Regions from separate parts of the Mus musculus genome. Here region 2 is linked to region 1. A link is a contact called in public capture Hi-C data. All regions are on one chromosome and are shown on one strand. The core of a region is the stretch at or near the end of the contact, and the rest is flanking DNA. Distances in the headings are between cores, read along the strand shown.

The links. Capture Hi-C pulls out chosen DNA fragments and counts their contacts.
Region 2: a contact with region 1 is called in a capture Hi-C map of embryonic stem cells, with 3 times the contacts expected there. The contact joins the promoter of Pnpla1 here to the promoter of Mapk13 in region 1. A contact is called at or near these places in 5 of 39 promoter capture datasets (the HPC-7 cell line, embryonic stem cells, liver and 2 more), 5 of 15 datasets of contacts at CTCF or cohesin (CD8 T cells, the G1E-ER4 cell line, embryonic stem cells and 2 more), 60 of 484 Hi-C or Micro-C datasets (B cells, the G1E-ER4 cell line, the HL-1 cell line and 25 more), 12 of 115 datasets of contacts at active chromatin or transcription factors (the HPC-7 cell line, bone marrow-derived macrophages, embryonic stem cells and 2 more) and 4 of 9 other capture datasets (adipose tissue, embryonic stem cells, liver and 1 more).

What each region holds. Positions count from the first base shown.
Region 1 is chr17:28,766,095-28,773,386 of GRCm38.p6, forward strand. It overlaps Mapk13 (mitogen-activated protein kinase 13), which reads left to right and starts at 3,223. Exons shown (of 12, transcript NM_011950.2): 1 at 3,223-3,434; 2 at 3,917-4,046; 3 at 5,064-5,122. The coding sequence starts at 3,316.
Region 2 is chr17:28,855,126-28,862,417 of GRCm38.p6, forward strand. Pnpla1 (patatin-like phospholipase domain containing 1) reads left to right here and starts at 3,286. Exons shown (of 10, transcript NM_001034885.3): 1 at 3,286-3,946. The coding sequence starts at 3,742.

The DNA.
Region 1 (7,292 bases), core at 1,973-4,472:
ACTTTGGTCTAAAGTCACACAGAGGGATGTACCAAAGCTGGGAATTCAGGTTTCCTTTTAAAGTCTTTTGTGTCTCAGAGGGAGAGGGACTGAAGTCTTTAGAGCTAGAGAGAAAATACTCAGCTACCCATGATGCCCTTGGTGACTCCTTCTTCCTCTGTTTCCTTCCTTCCTTCCTTCCTTCCCTCCCTCCTCCTCTCCCCTCTCTTCCTAGCCCTCCTTCCCTCCCTCCTCCTCCCCCTCTGCCTCCAGTGACTCTGCTCACTGGATTGAAGGCAGCTCCCTCCCAGGCTGCCAGGCCACTGAGTCAACCCAAGCCCAGCAAGGCCCAAGGTGAGGGTCATTGCCAGCTGAGTCTAAGGCCCGAGTCATTTCCTGACCCTTGCTCAAGAGGAGCCGAGAGTGGCCAGCTGTGCTGTGCCGAGGGGGGGGGAGTGGGGGGGTGGCTCTCCTGGGCTCCTTACCTTTCTGAGTTCAGCTCTCCCATGTTACAGAGACTCTAGCCCTCTTTCTCCTCTCAAGCCAGGAGAGCGCATCTCTCAGGGCTAACTCTCAGTAGCCCATGACCAGCCATAGAGTCTGGCTTCCAGAAACATGGTTCCTTCATCCAGAACCGTCAACCCAAAGGGTCTCAAACTCCTACTGTCTGCCCCTCCTTTGTCTTCCCATGGGGTCTTGGGACCAGAAGAAAGATGGAGCAGGAAACGGGCTGAACTGAGAAGTCACATTCTTAGCAAGATTCCAACTGATTTGGAGACACCATTAAACCATTGTTCCAGGGACTACCATGCCAGCTTCCTTACCCCACTCTGCCCGTCTCCAGCCTTGTGACCTTTAGCTAATTACTTAAGCCCTCTGTGTCTGTTTGTCACCTCTCTGGCGAGGGTGCTCAGCCTGACTCACTGGCCTTCTGCCCTGGAGTGGAATATGTAAAACACACTAATGGTTGGCACATGGCAAGCACGTATGTTTATTAGATAATTTTTCATACCCAATGGGCTGACTCGGTCATTCTTAGACATTCTTTGATATGTTCTTAAGATGAGTAACACACAGATGCCCCGCCCAGAACATGTCTGTGGGGTTGTTCTCCCCAGTGGTCGCAGACCGTGTGGCTGCGTTTGGGGTCTGCAGACAGCTTGATGGGTCTCCCAGCTAGCACATGGCTCTCTTGTGAGCCTCTGTCCTCTGACCAATGAAGCAAGCTGGCTCCCTTCCCTTTCACAGAGAAGCCAGAGAGGGTGGGACATGTTCCAGGGCATGCATGACTGAAATTGAGAACAAAGTCTCCCTGGGACCACCCAAGACAACGCCATTCACGTGGCCTTAGAAATCAAGCAAAGATCTATACTCAGAATTAGACATTTACTCTGGAGGCAGAATCAGGGCAATATCTATGAGTAAAAGACCAGCCCAGTCTACATAGAAAGTCCCAGGCCAGCTAAGGTACATAGTGAGATACTGTCTTAAAAACCATCACCAGGGAGTGGGTGGGTAGGGGAGTGGGGGTGGGTGGGTAAGGGGGACTTTTGGTATAGCATTGGAAATGTAAATGAGCTAAATACCTAATAAAAAATGGAAAAAAAAAAAAAAAAAAAAAAAAAAAAAAAAAAAAAAAAAAAAACCATCACCAGCCAGGCTTGGTGGCACACACCTTTAATCCCAGCACTCGAGAAGCAGAGGCAGGTGGATTTCTGAGTTCGAGGCCAGCCTGGTCTACAAAGTGAGTTCCAGGACAGCCAGGGCTACACAGAGAAACCCTGCTCGAGAAAACAACAACAACAACAATAAAAACATCACCACCGGGCTGGAGAGATGGCTCAGCGGTTAAGAGAACTATCTGCTCTTCCAGAAGCCCTGAGTTCAATTCCCAGCAACCACTGTAATGGGATCCAATGCCCTCTTCTGGTGTGTCTGAAGACAGCTACAGTGTACTCATATACATAAAATAAATTAATCTTAAAAAGCTAAAAACAAAACAAAACCATCACCACCAGTATCAAACAAACTCCGGTGGATGTTTAAATCTTTGTGAACTCTGGGGACTGTAGAATTAGCAGCCGTCGACTCTGGGTGTAAGACAGCAAATCTCTCATGAGAAGAAGGATTGGATGCCTGGAGTTTGTTTCAGAAAAATGGGGAAGAGGAATAGAGTCTGAGCCCTGGTCAGTCGCTGAGCCTTAGGATCTGAGAGTCCTGCTTACTGAAAAGACAAGAGTCCTGGGGTCACAGGAGCTCATGTAGAACCCCATGAATTGTAGGGTTCTTGTGTTGTTGTTGTTGTTTGGGGATCTCCGGAGGGTTTTCTGGGAGGAGGGGTGTTGAGACAGAGTTTCTCTGTGTAGCCTTGGCTGTCCTGGAACTCTGTAGACCAGGCTGGCCTCAAACTCAGAAATCCACCTGCCTCTGCCTTCCAAGTGCTGGGATTAAAGGCGTGTGCACCACGATGCCTATTTTTGTTTATTTATTTGCTTATTTGTTTTGTTTAACTATGTGCATGATGACCTGGGTGCTGGAAGCCAAACTCAGGTCATCCTCAAGAGCGGTGCAGTCTCTAACCTGCTGAACAACCTCTCCATCTTTCTGTGGGGTCTCACTATGTAACCTATGCTGGTCTCCAGTTTACTGCGTAGTCAAGAATGACGTTATTTCTCTATCCTTCCTTCCTCCCTCCCTTCCTCCCTTCTTCTCCCCTTCCCTCTCTTCCCACCCTCTCTATCTCTCCCTCCTTTCTTCTATCCCTCTCTTCCTTCTCTGTTCATTCTCTGTATCTCTCCTCTCTAGTCTCTCCTCTCCCTTCTTCCTCAGGGTCTCACCTAGTCTGGCATTGAACTATGTACTGAACTGGACTCAAAATCGTAGCAATTCTCCTGTCTCTGCCTCTATCTCCTGTGTTGAGTACAGACCTGAGCCACCACGCCTTACATGTGAAGGGTATATTTCTTAAACTAGCCCAACTAGCAACAAGTTGAGCGCCCCCCCCCCCGCGCCCTAACCCCATTCCCAACTCTTCCTACAGTCTCTAGGCAGCCTCGCAGGCACCCCTTTCCCGCAGGGCACCCCCCTCCTCCCTCAGCACCTGCAGCAGGTGGCTGGTGGGGCCTGGGGCGTTCGCCGGTGATGGGCGGAGTCCGGAGCGCGGGCGAGCGGTGGGCGGGCCGGGGCGGGAACGTACCTGGGCGAGGCGGCAGGTGCGCCGCCCCACGGGGGAGGAGCGGGCGCGGGGCGGGAGGGGACCGCGGCGGGACACCCGGGCCGGGAGCCCGCGGGCAGCCACCGCAACCTCCTCGCAGGACCGCCACCACGGGGTCCGGGATGAGCCTCACTCGGAAAAGGGGCTTCTACAAGCAGGACATCAACAAGACTGCCTGGGAGCTACCCAAGACCTACCTGGCGCCCGCGCACGTCGGCAGCGGGGCCTATGGAGCGGTGTGGTGAGACCCGGGGACCCCAGGAATCAGAGGAGCCACGGGCCACCCCTCGGCAGCCTCCCCGAGTGAGCCCGGTGGCAGTGGGGCCCCTGTGGGTTGAGTCGCTGGCGAATCTGGTTCTCCAAGGCTGTAACTTTTTAAAAGGGATCTCGGAGTTCGTGGGACAGATCCCTGCGGTTGCAGATGAGGCCCCAAGAGGGGAACTTGCCAAATCGCAGAGCAGGGACTCCTGGCCTGCTCTGCATCCTGTCAGCAAGAACTGCTTCTCTCCTTGCTCTGCCGCCCCTTCCTTGGCGTCGCCCCCTACTCACACACACTCTCTCTCTCTCTCTCTCTCTCTCTCTCTCTCTCTCTCTCTCTCTTTCTGCTGGTCTCCGGCCAGCCTGGGGAGCACAGAATGGGGGTGGCCTAGGACAGGGCTGGAGGGATCTCCAGTTTAGGCCCTTTGCGCCGCCCCTCCCCCTCACCTGCCTGTGACCCCGCAGCTCGGCCATCGACAAGCGGACAGGGGAGAAGGTGGCCATCAAGAAGCTGAGCCGGCCCTTCCAGTCGGAGATCTTTGCCAAGCGCGCTTACCGCGAGCTTCTGCTCTTGAAGCACATGCACCATGAGAACGTAGGCTGCCTCGGGGTGTGGATGTGCCGGGGATCGGAGGGCAGGGAGAGGGGCCCAGGAGGGGCCTGCCCAGGGTCGTGCGCGCAGGGCCAGGAGAAAGAACTTCCTCTGCTCCACCCTGGTTTCTCAGCTCTCTAAGGAGAGCCCAATGAGAAGATGCCAGGGCCTGCCCAGCTCGCTTCCCAGAAAACACACAACCTTTTCTTGATTGTGAGGAGGAAGTAGGCACAGGGGAGCTTCGCGATTGGTTCTGTGAGGACTCCAGTCCGATGAGCCTGGGCACTTGAGCTAAAGCTGCCTCCATTCTGGCCACTCTAAGTCTAACAATAAATACTGAGTATTTAATGCATGCGGGGGTGGGGGCTGGCTAACTTTTATAATCCTCTCCGTAACACATGCCAAGGCACAGAAAGGTTTCCCCGGTTCTGCAGCGGCAGAGCTGAGGTTGGAAGGGGCGGGAGGCAGAGCCTGGTGCCTGACCATTTGACCATCCTGTCTGATGGAAACAGACCCCGTGACCCAGCTCTGGGCCAGGCAGAAGGGCTAGGGTCCATTTCAAATAGAGCCTTGTACATCGTGAACCCTAATCCTTTCAGATAACCTTTCCTCAGTGGCCTCCAGCTTCGAGGTGGAGGGGACTTGCCTCTAGCTCTGGACAGACTGACAGATGTGGCTAGAGACCCGGGGTCCAAGGCTAGAGCTGAGGTCCAGAGTCCCAAGGACCTGGAGTTCTCATCCTTCTCTCCTCTTCCCCCCTTGACCCTCAAGATTTGTTAGTTACAAGTGGGACTGTTCACCCCAAACCCCAAATTTGGGATCAAACTTACCTTGTTCTCAGCCATCTCTCCAGCCCAGGCAAATGTCCTCTTCTGCCTGGGCCCCCAAACTGTTCCCATGCCAGCTGGGGCCACCTTCCGTAGCAGAGGGTGACCTGGATGGTGGCCCTGGGTGGCTGAGACCCTCAGGACAGGGAAGAATGGCGTTGGCAGCGCACCCTCACTGGTGGCCTCTCTCCAGGTCATTGGGCTTCTGGATGTCTTCACCCCTGCGTCTTCCCTTCGGAGCTTCCATGATTTGTGAGTCGGGCTGGATTGGGGTGTTGGCAGATCTTAAGGCTGGCTCGGGAATACTTTGGGGCAGGGTAGCTTCCGCGCAGAAAGGGGTCCGTCCCCCCCCACCTAGCAGTTCTTGTGCCTCTGCTTTTACATTGAGATCTTCCCTGGAGAGGTCCCTTGGCTGTGGGTGGAAGGGCTGTAGGGTACCTGCCCCCCCCCCCCAGAGCTGTCTACACAGCTCCTACCCTTGTTATCAGACCCTGGCACCAAGAAGAGCTGCTGGCCCTCACAGGGTGTGTACTGACTCTCCTCACCCATTCCTGGTGGCCAGGTGTGACTTTGGACTTCATGATACCTAGAGGGTTTTTTTTTCCCCTAGAAGGAAGTGAGGATCAGATAGCCCGGACAATCTGGCTGATGGGGTTTGGCTGTTACAAAGTGTCAAAGTGTCCGGTTTTGCTGGCAGGTGCCTGGGCAAGGATGGGTGTTTGGATGTTCCTGAGAATTCCAGGTGTTAGTGGCAGCTTCTGCCAGGCTTCACATCCTAGTCAATGCTACAGAGGCTGCGGGAGTGTTTTGGTACCTTGTGTGTTTATGTGTTTAAATTGGACCTCTCCTGTAGCCCAGTCTGGCCCCCAACTACCTATGTAGACAAGGATTGCCCTTGAACTTCTGATCCTCCTGCCTCTGATTCTCAAGAGCTCGGATTCCAGGCACTGGTGCTGAGAATCAATCTCGGGGTTTTGTGCGTGCTTGGCAAGAGCTCTACCAGCCTAGCTATGTCCCCAGCCCACTAAGAGTGGAAGGTGTTTTGTTTTGTTTTTTTCCAGACAGGGTTTCTCTTTGTAGCCCTGGCTGTCCTGGAACTCACTCTGTAGACCAGGCTGGCCTCAAACTCAGAAATCCGACTGCCTCTGCCTCCCAAGAGCTGGGATTAAAGGCATGTGCCACCACTGCCCAACAAGAGTGGAAATCTTAAGCAGAGTGCTGATACTGTCTGTCAGATTTGGAGGGCATGGCCAGCAGTTCTGAGAAAAGAGCAAGAAGCCCCTGGGAAGAAACAAGTGCTGAGAGCCCCCCCCCACACACACACACCTTGATCTGAGTTACAGTGTGGGGTCCCCAGGGCAGACCTGAGGCCCACTCAAGCCAAGCTGACAGAGCTATGTCATCTGTTTGGACATGGTGGCTGAGGGAGGTTGGGACAGGTGACTAGGAGTCCCAATCCCTGCCTGGAATATAAGTAGGAAGAAGAGACCTCAAGGAAGAGATAATGAACTTGACCTTGGGTCCTTGACTCTTCCAGAGCCTGTGAAATCACAGGAGGGGGGAACATGGATGTAGACCAGGCTAGCATCCTCTCCATGGGTGATGGCTAAACGCTGGGGACTAAACATGGTAAGACAAGATACAAGGATGTTGGTCCAGAGGGCACATCTGTGAGAAGGCAGGAAGGGTGAGCAGGTGAGAACTGGAGAGAGAGGAGGGCTGGCAGGCACCTGGGAGTCAACAGAAGGACACACAGGAGGAGTCACTGTTCTTGACGTGGTGACTGTGACCTTGAGCCCAACATATTAGGACAGACACAGGTACCATGACTAGGTTATGAGAGGCAGTGTATTTAGGTGGTGGAGAAAGTGAGATAAACTGTATATATTGTATATTACACATACACACATGTACACATACATGTACATATACATGCACACACTCTCACACATATATACATATACACATATATAAATATACATATACATACACATATATGTATACATATATGTGTGTGTGTTGGTATGTGCACATGCTTGAAGGAGCCCCTGAAATCAAAGACAGTTGTGAGTTGCCTGATGGGGGTGCTGGGAATTGAACTTGGGTTCTCTAGGAAAACTAGCAGGTGCTCTTAAAAGCTGAGTGATTCTTCCAGTGTCCAGCAATAGCTTTCAGAAGCAAAGTCCACAGCAAGGTAGTATAAATATGTAATCCCAGCGCTCAAGAGGTAGGTGGAGCCCTTTGGGTTCGAGGCCAGCCTTGTGTACATGTTCCAGGCCAGGCAAGGCTACATGATGAGGCCCTGTCTCAAAATAAAGGGAAAAAAATGTGTGCATGCAAGACACATGTGATCGTGTGTGTGTCTATGTGTATGTGAGAGAGAGAGAGAGAGAGAGAGAGACTGTGTGTGTGCAAGTGTGTC
Region 2 (7,292 bases), core at 2,036-4,535, 89 kb after region 1:
TTATTTGTTTGTTTCTTATTTATTTTGAGACAAGACCAGGTTATATAGCATTGCCTGGCCTCAAACTCCTAGAGATCGTCCTGTTTCTGCCTCCCAAGTGCTGATATTAAAGGCATTACACACCATGCCAAGCTTTAAAAAAGTACAAATATAGTATTTTCACTTCATTCTTATTTTATGAGCATGGCTGTTGTGCCTGCGTGTGTACCATATGTATGTAGTGCCCCTAGTGGCCAGAAGAGGGCACCAGATCCTCTAAAACTAGAGTTCTGAATGGTTTTAAGTACCCTCACTGGTGCTGGAATTTGAACCTAGGTCCTTTGCAATAGAAGCAACTGCTGAGCTGTCTTTCTACCTCCTAAATCTTAAGATGGACGGATGGACAAACAGACAGATAGATAAAATCTTCATCCAGTTTCCTCACCAGTGTCCCAGTTTCTGGGTCTGCCACAGGCACCCTGTCTCTCCCTAGCCACAGGCAGAAAACCAGGCATTATCCGTGAATCACCTTGCTCACCCAGCCAGTCCCACATCCAAGGCTCTGTGGCAATAGCTTTGCTGACTCACCCTCCAGCCATTCATCTTCCTGGATCACCGACCCTAATCTGTCCTCCCTTCCACGACTCTCCAGCTGGAGTGTCCTCCAAAGGTCCCCCGCCCCGCGCAGTGGAGGTCACATGTGTCCCTTCTGACCTACTTACTCTTCTCTTCCACAGACTCTAGGATCCATCTTTTACAGAAACCTTGGCCTCTATTGCCTTCTGATAGTGACAGGCCTGTCACCTGCCAGGCATAGCCTTTATCTGTCACCTCTGTAACTCCTGTCAAGCTTGAGAACTACTGCTGCCTGTTTTGCAAATGAGGAAAATCCAGGTGTACTGTGCGGGTCCCACTGCGTGTAAACAGCAGTACAGAGCCAGGGAGTCAACCTGTCTGTCTGACCCCAAGAGCCCCTCCCATGCCCCTGAGTTCATCATGCCTCCCTCCAAAGGAAGCCCAGAGCTGTCCCCTGCCCTGCACACTGCTCCCCCATCTCTAGTCTCCAGTCCCCAGCTTCTGATGTCATAGCTCAACCTGCCCTCTCTCCCTCCCTCTTTGTTCCTCCTGAGGCAATCTAGCCTTGCACAATGTAGCAGTTAATTACAGGGCGCCTTGGCTGCATCTCTGGTTACTTCACAGTTGCTTGTCAGAGTCCCAGGAAACCTGTCAGTATCTGGTCTGTGGTCTGGGGGAGTTGAGGCGGCATTTCTCCTTGTTCTCATTGCCAAAAGCCATTGGCTTCTTCCTGTTACATGTCCCCGACACACACACACACACACACACACACACACACACACACACACACACACACACAACCTGCCTTCCAAATCTGACAATTACATGTCTGAAGCTCTGTGTAAGATGGAACCCTGGAAGGCTCCCTCCTTAGTGGGTGCTGGACTCTGTATTGCCAGTTTGGATCAATGAAATCATCAGTTGACAGGAACTCCAGGAAAGACATCATTGTCCCCACCTATAGAGTGGCTGGGGCCAACTGGGACTAGGAGAGAGACAACTTGTCTCAGTTCTAATTCTGGTCCTGCTACCATGGGGTGATGGTGACAGTGACAGTGATGGCTGTGAGGGTGGAGGAGGAAAGAGAGGAGGGAAGAGAAAAAGGAGGAGGGAGAATATGGAAGAGGAGGGAGAGGACAGGGAGAGACGGAGGATAAAGGAAAGGTGGAGTGGGGAGAAGGCAGGGGAGGAGGGGGAGGGGAACGAGGAGGAGAAGGAGGAGGAGAAGGAGGAGGGAGAAAAGTCAGAGGAAGAGTGGGAGGAGGGAGAGGAGGGGAAAGAGGAGGAGTGGGAAGAGGGGAGGATGCAGAGGAGGAGGAGGGAGAGCAGAGAAGAGGAAGAAGTAGGGGAGAGGGAGGAGGACGGGAAGGAGGGGACTAGGAAAGCTTTTTGCTGCCTTAGTGATCCGCAGTGACCTTTTTGGGTGAGAAAATCCCTCCTCTCAGAAATCATGCTGAGTAGCCCTAGAGCTAACCCTGGTCCCCAAGCCCCTGTCCCTTACCAAAACATCTCTCTGCCCTGACCCTGATGAGGAGACCCAGACACCCCACATGAGACCTCATGACCCCCGACCCCTGACCCCCATCCACAAGCTATCTATTCATGTGGCCATCTTGGAATGACCAAGCTCGCTGTCCTCTTCCCTCCTGCACACCCAAGAGACAGCACTCCAGCTGAAGACATGATGCTCTCTCCCTGAGGACCGGTGTTCAGTTCCCAGCACCTATATCAGGCAGCTCACAACTGCCTGTGATTCCGGCTGCAGGGCATCGGATACCCTCTTCAGGCCTCTGGAGCTGGCACAGGACTGAGAGGCAAGAGAGAAGACCTGCACGGACCAGGCCAGGGACAGGGAGATGACAGAATAAGAAGAGGTAGGAAGGAGGCTGGCGACTTCTGGCTGGTTACTGATGGACGCTGCGAAGAGGGACTCTCATTGGAGGAGTTGCCGCCATCAGATCGGCCGCCATCAGATCGGCAAGTCTATAGGGTATTTTCTTGATTAATGATTGATGGAAGAAGGCTCAGCCCACTGTGGGCGGTGCCATTCCTAGGCAGGTGGTCTGAGTCTGTGTAAGAAAGCAGGTTGGGGGCTGGAGAGAAGGCTCAGCGGTTAAGAGTAGTGACTGCTCTTCCAAAGGTCCTGAGTTCAAATCCCAGCAACCGCATGGTGGCTCACAACCATCCTCGTAACAAATCTGACGCCCTCTTCTGGAGTGTCTGAAGATGCAGTGTACTAAATAAATCTTTACAAGAAAGAAAGAAAGAAAGAAAGGAAGGAAGGAAGGAAGGAAGGAAGGAAGGAGACAGCGTGTAGCGATGGGGGAGCAAACCTGCATTGGTTCCTCTCGCCCTGCCTTGACTTTCATGATGAACCTTAAACTGTGAGCTGAAATAACCCTTTTCTCCCCAAGTTGCTTTTGGTCACGGTGTTTTATCACAGCAATGGAAAGCAAACCAGGGCAAACACCCAGAGCCATACTTCTCTGTTACAGTTTTTGCCCAGAGCCAATCCTAAGGTAAGAATAAATAGAGAGGTGTTTTGTGTAAGAACTTTCCAGAGTCTGAATGGGGTGGGGGAGGGGCATGGGGTGGTATGAGTTGCTCCTCCCCATTGAAAGCCAAAGCCATCCTGCAGCCCACAATGGAAGTGAGGGGAACACAGGCTGGGGAGGGGGCGTGGCGGATAGGGGGCGTGGCGTGTAACTCTGCGTCCTGTCAGTGAAGAGCAGCCTGTCAGTGAGGGAGGCACAGGGCGAGGCAGAGATTTTGCAACTGGATGCTGAGAGGCACCGCCTCTGTGGACACCGTCCAGAGCAGGGTGCAGGGAATGCCCCGCTCCTAGGTGCGCTCCGGATGGGTGGAGAGCGCTGAAGAGCCTGTACCTGACAGAAGTCTAGCAAGGGCATGAAGTGAGCAAGGGGTCTGCAGGACCACGCCCCTGCCCATGACTCTAAGGACTGTCTACATTTCATCCAGTACCTGGGGATCCCTATCAGCCCTTCCGGGGTACCTCTCAGCAGAGCTAAACAGGCCCAGGCAGTGGCTGGATGAACCACCCGTGGATGCCTGACTGGGCTGGTAGAGTTGCCACATTCCCTGCTCTTGGCTGGGGGAGAAGGAGATACTGAGCCAAGGCAGACAGGTGTGGGTTCTTCCTCCGCTGGGAGGCCATAGACCCCGAACATGGACGAACAGGTGTTCAAAGGAGACCCAGATACCCCTCATTCCATCTCCTTCTCCGGGAGCGGGTTCCTTTCCTACTACCAGGCTGGGGCCGTGGATGCTCTGCGAGATCTGGCCCCGAGGATGCTGGACACAGCCCATCGCTTTGCAGGGACGTCAGCGGGAGCGGTGATTGCGGCCTTGGTCGTCTGCGGGATTGAGATGGGTAAGACTTTTATTCTGGTGTCTTTGAAGGGGGCTGCTGGAGGGGGCTTCTCAGAACAGACCCTGGACAAGCTTGGAAGTGCACGGGGAGAGAGGCGGGAAAGCCTGGCAGCCAGGGTAGTCCCCCTTCACACACACACACACACACACACACACACACACACACACACACACGTCCTCCGTCCTCCTCCTCCTCCATGGGCGAGGCTTCTTTTAAATTGTAAACACTGCCTCAACTTCCCAGTGAGGAGGAGGGGTTCCCAACATGCAAACCCTGAGTTGAGGAGAAGCTGGTGACAGATGTGGGACACAGTGTGGGAGCTTCAGCTGTGCCCCGGTGGGCCAGAGGCCACAGTGCTGACCCAGGGCTATGAGCAACAGCCTTCTTGGCCCGGCCAACCCCCACCTGCTCGATGCCAGGCTGTAATGTAGAGCCCCTGTGAAGTTCTAGAATGTTCTAGAGAGAAAAGACAGCAAAATTCCGAATGGAGACGTCTCTCGTGTCATGATGGAAGGGATGGGGGTGGGGGGTGTCTGTGAACAAATTGCACCCGGCTGGGGCTAAAGGGGGAAAGGGGACCGTGTTCCAAAGATGTTTGGGGGGGTGGGCCATGTTGAGGAGGAGGCATCTAGGTGGAGACTGCACAAAGTAAGACATTTAGAGAAAGGACATTTCTGGGCCCCGGGGGACAGACCTGGGGGAGGAGGACTGGGGCTGAGGTTGGAGGAAGCAACGGAGGGATCAGGGATCTGGTGACTTGAGACTGTATCAGCCAGCTCCAACCCAGTGCTGATGCACCTGTGGGGTGCCAAGTCTGCCCCCAAACTGAGTCCTAGCCCTGGTATTCAATTCTGTGCACACAAAAGCCAGTTGCTGAGCTCCCTGTCTTCCGGTTTCTGCCCCGTGGTGGCCTGACCTGGGTTTGTCCAAGGAGGAACTTGATGGATAGGAGTGAACTGTTTCATGACTGGGGCACGGAGTGCTGGAAACTGTCAACTGTCTAATTTGGGGGTTTTAAGGACGCCTGACTGCTGGGTTGGAGGGGCCAGAGTAGAAACCAACTAGGGGATGAGTGAGCTCTGAGGTGTCAGTTATTGGATCTAGCCTTGAACTCTCTATGCAGTTGAGGATAACCTGATCCTCCTGCCTCCGCTCTTCCGGGCTAACCTACACTTCATGCCCATGTTTGTGGTACTGGGAATTGAACCTAAGGCTTCGCACAGGCTAGGCCAACACCCTTCCCAGTGAACCACACCCCTAGCCTTGGCCTCTGCTGCCTTATAGTAAGTTCTTAAAAATATACCGTTTCAGACTTTAATCCCAGCACTCAGGAGGCAGAGGCAGTTGCAGCTCTTGAGTTCAAAGCCAGCCTGGTCTACAGAGTGAGTTCCAGGACAGTCAAGGCTACACAGAAAAACCTTGTCTCAGAAAACAGTATCTATATTCCCAGTAAGTTTATAGCAAGACCTTTTAGGATCGATTCAGTTTGTTCAATAGGAGAAATAAGAAACCTGCTTAGCCAGCCTGAGGCCACCCTGGACTACAGGGCACGGGAGGAAGTCATGAAGAGGACTTTAGGAGGGATCAAGCCCTAGACCCAGCATGGGTCATGAGGATAGCAGTATGTAAGGAGGGGTGAGGTGTACGGACCAATCTTGTTCAGTCATTTACTGCCCCATGATTTCCTGATAACCGGAATACCCTTTGTATCACATCCTGTTTAAAGTTCTTAGTATATTAACTCATCCAGACTTTACAGCCCCATTCCGAGGGGGAAACTGTTATTATCTCCCTTTATATAAAGAAGGAAACAGAGTCACAGGACACTAATACAGCCCGAGGTGGTATAGACAGTAGGTGGGGCACTCAACCGGAACCTAGTCTGTCCAGAGTGGACGCTTGAATGACTTAAACCATATCGCTGCTTGGCAGAGTGGACTCCCGTGGGATGCTGGCTTTGTGGCTGAGGGGTTAGCATGGGGGCCGGAGTTTTTAAGACAGACCTGATACACTGAAGGATGGGCTGGAAAATATTTTGGGCTGAGGCATGGTGGGGCGGGCCTTTAATCCTGGTGCATGAGAGGCAGAGGCAGGCAGATCTCTGTGAATTTAAGGTCAACCTGGACTACAGAGTGAATTCCAGGTTAGCCAGGGCTATATAGAGAGACCTGTCTCAAAACAAAACCAAACAAAACCAAAAATAAAGAAAATTATATATATACATATATATAATACATATATATATATATATATATATATATATATATATATATATATAATTTTGGGTTTTTTTTAAAGAAAGAAAGCACTTTGGGGAGAACATAGAGGATGGATTAACTGGGCTGTTGATCTGTTATCAGCAGCTCAGTGGGGGCCTGAACTCAAGTTTCCATGTGCCACTACTATTAACCTCCTCTCAGTTCATTGCTTTGTTGATGGATACCCCAAGTCCTGTGATTGTAAACAATGTTGGAGTGAGCAAGCTGGCTGGAGTCAGGCATCCCCAGGATGCGTGTAAGCCCTTAGACTCAAGAGTAGCCTTTGGTGGGCTCTTCTATGCCATGCTGGAGAATTCTCTGAAGTGACTATACAGTTTAATGCCCAGACACACACAGGAGTGGTGATATTGTGTGTATGTGTGACGTGTGTGTGAGGTGTATGTTTGATGTGATATGAGATATGCATGTGTGTGAGTGTATGTGCGTCTGTGAGAGATGTGTGTATGTGTGTTTATGTGCATAAGATATATGTGTGTATGTGTGTGGTATGCATGTGTGTGTCTCATGTGTGTAATGTGTGTGTACATGAGATGTGTATGTGTATGAGTGTGTGAGATGTATGTATGTGTGTATGTGAGGTGTGTGTGTGTATGTGTGTATGTGTCAAACATGTGGAGGCCAGAGGAGAACCTTGGTGTTAAGCTCAGAAACATCGTACACCTCCATTGAGTTGGTCCCCGTGGCTTGAAACTCACTCACAAGGCTAGACTGACTGGCTAGGAAGCCCCAGGAGTCCTCCTACCTCTGCCTCTCCAGTGCCAGAATATCAAGCATAGGCAAGCACACCCAAGGATGTATTTATTTATTTATTTATTTATTTATTTATTTATTTGGTTTTTCGAGACAGGGTTTCTCTGTATAGCCCTGGCTGTCCTGGAACTCACTTTGTAGACCAGGCTGGCCTCAAACTCAGAAATCAGCCTGCCTCTGCCTCCCGAGTGCTGGGATTAAAGGCATGCGCCACCACGCCCGGCACATTTATTTTTTTAATGTGTATGGGAGTTTTGCTTGCATCTATGTCTGTGTGCTTCATGCTTCCCCCTCCTCCTCTTCTTCCTCCCCCTCCT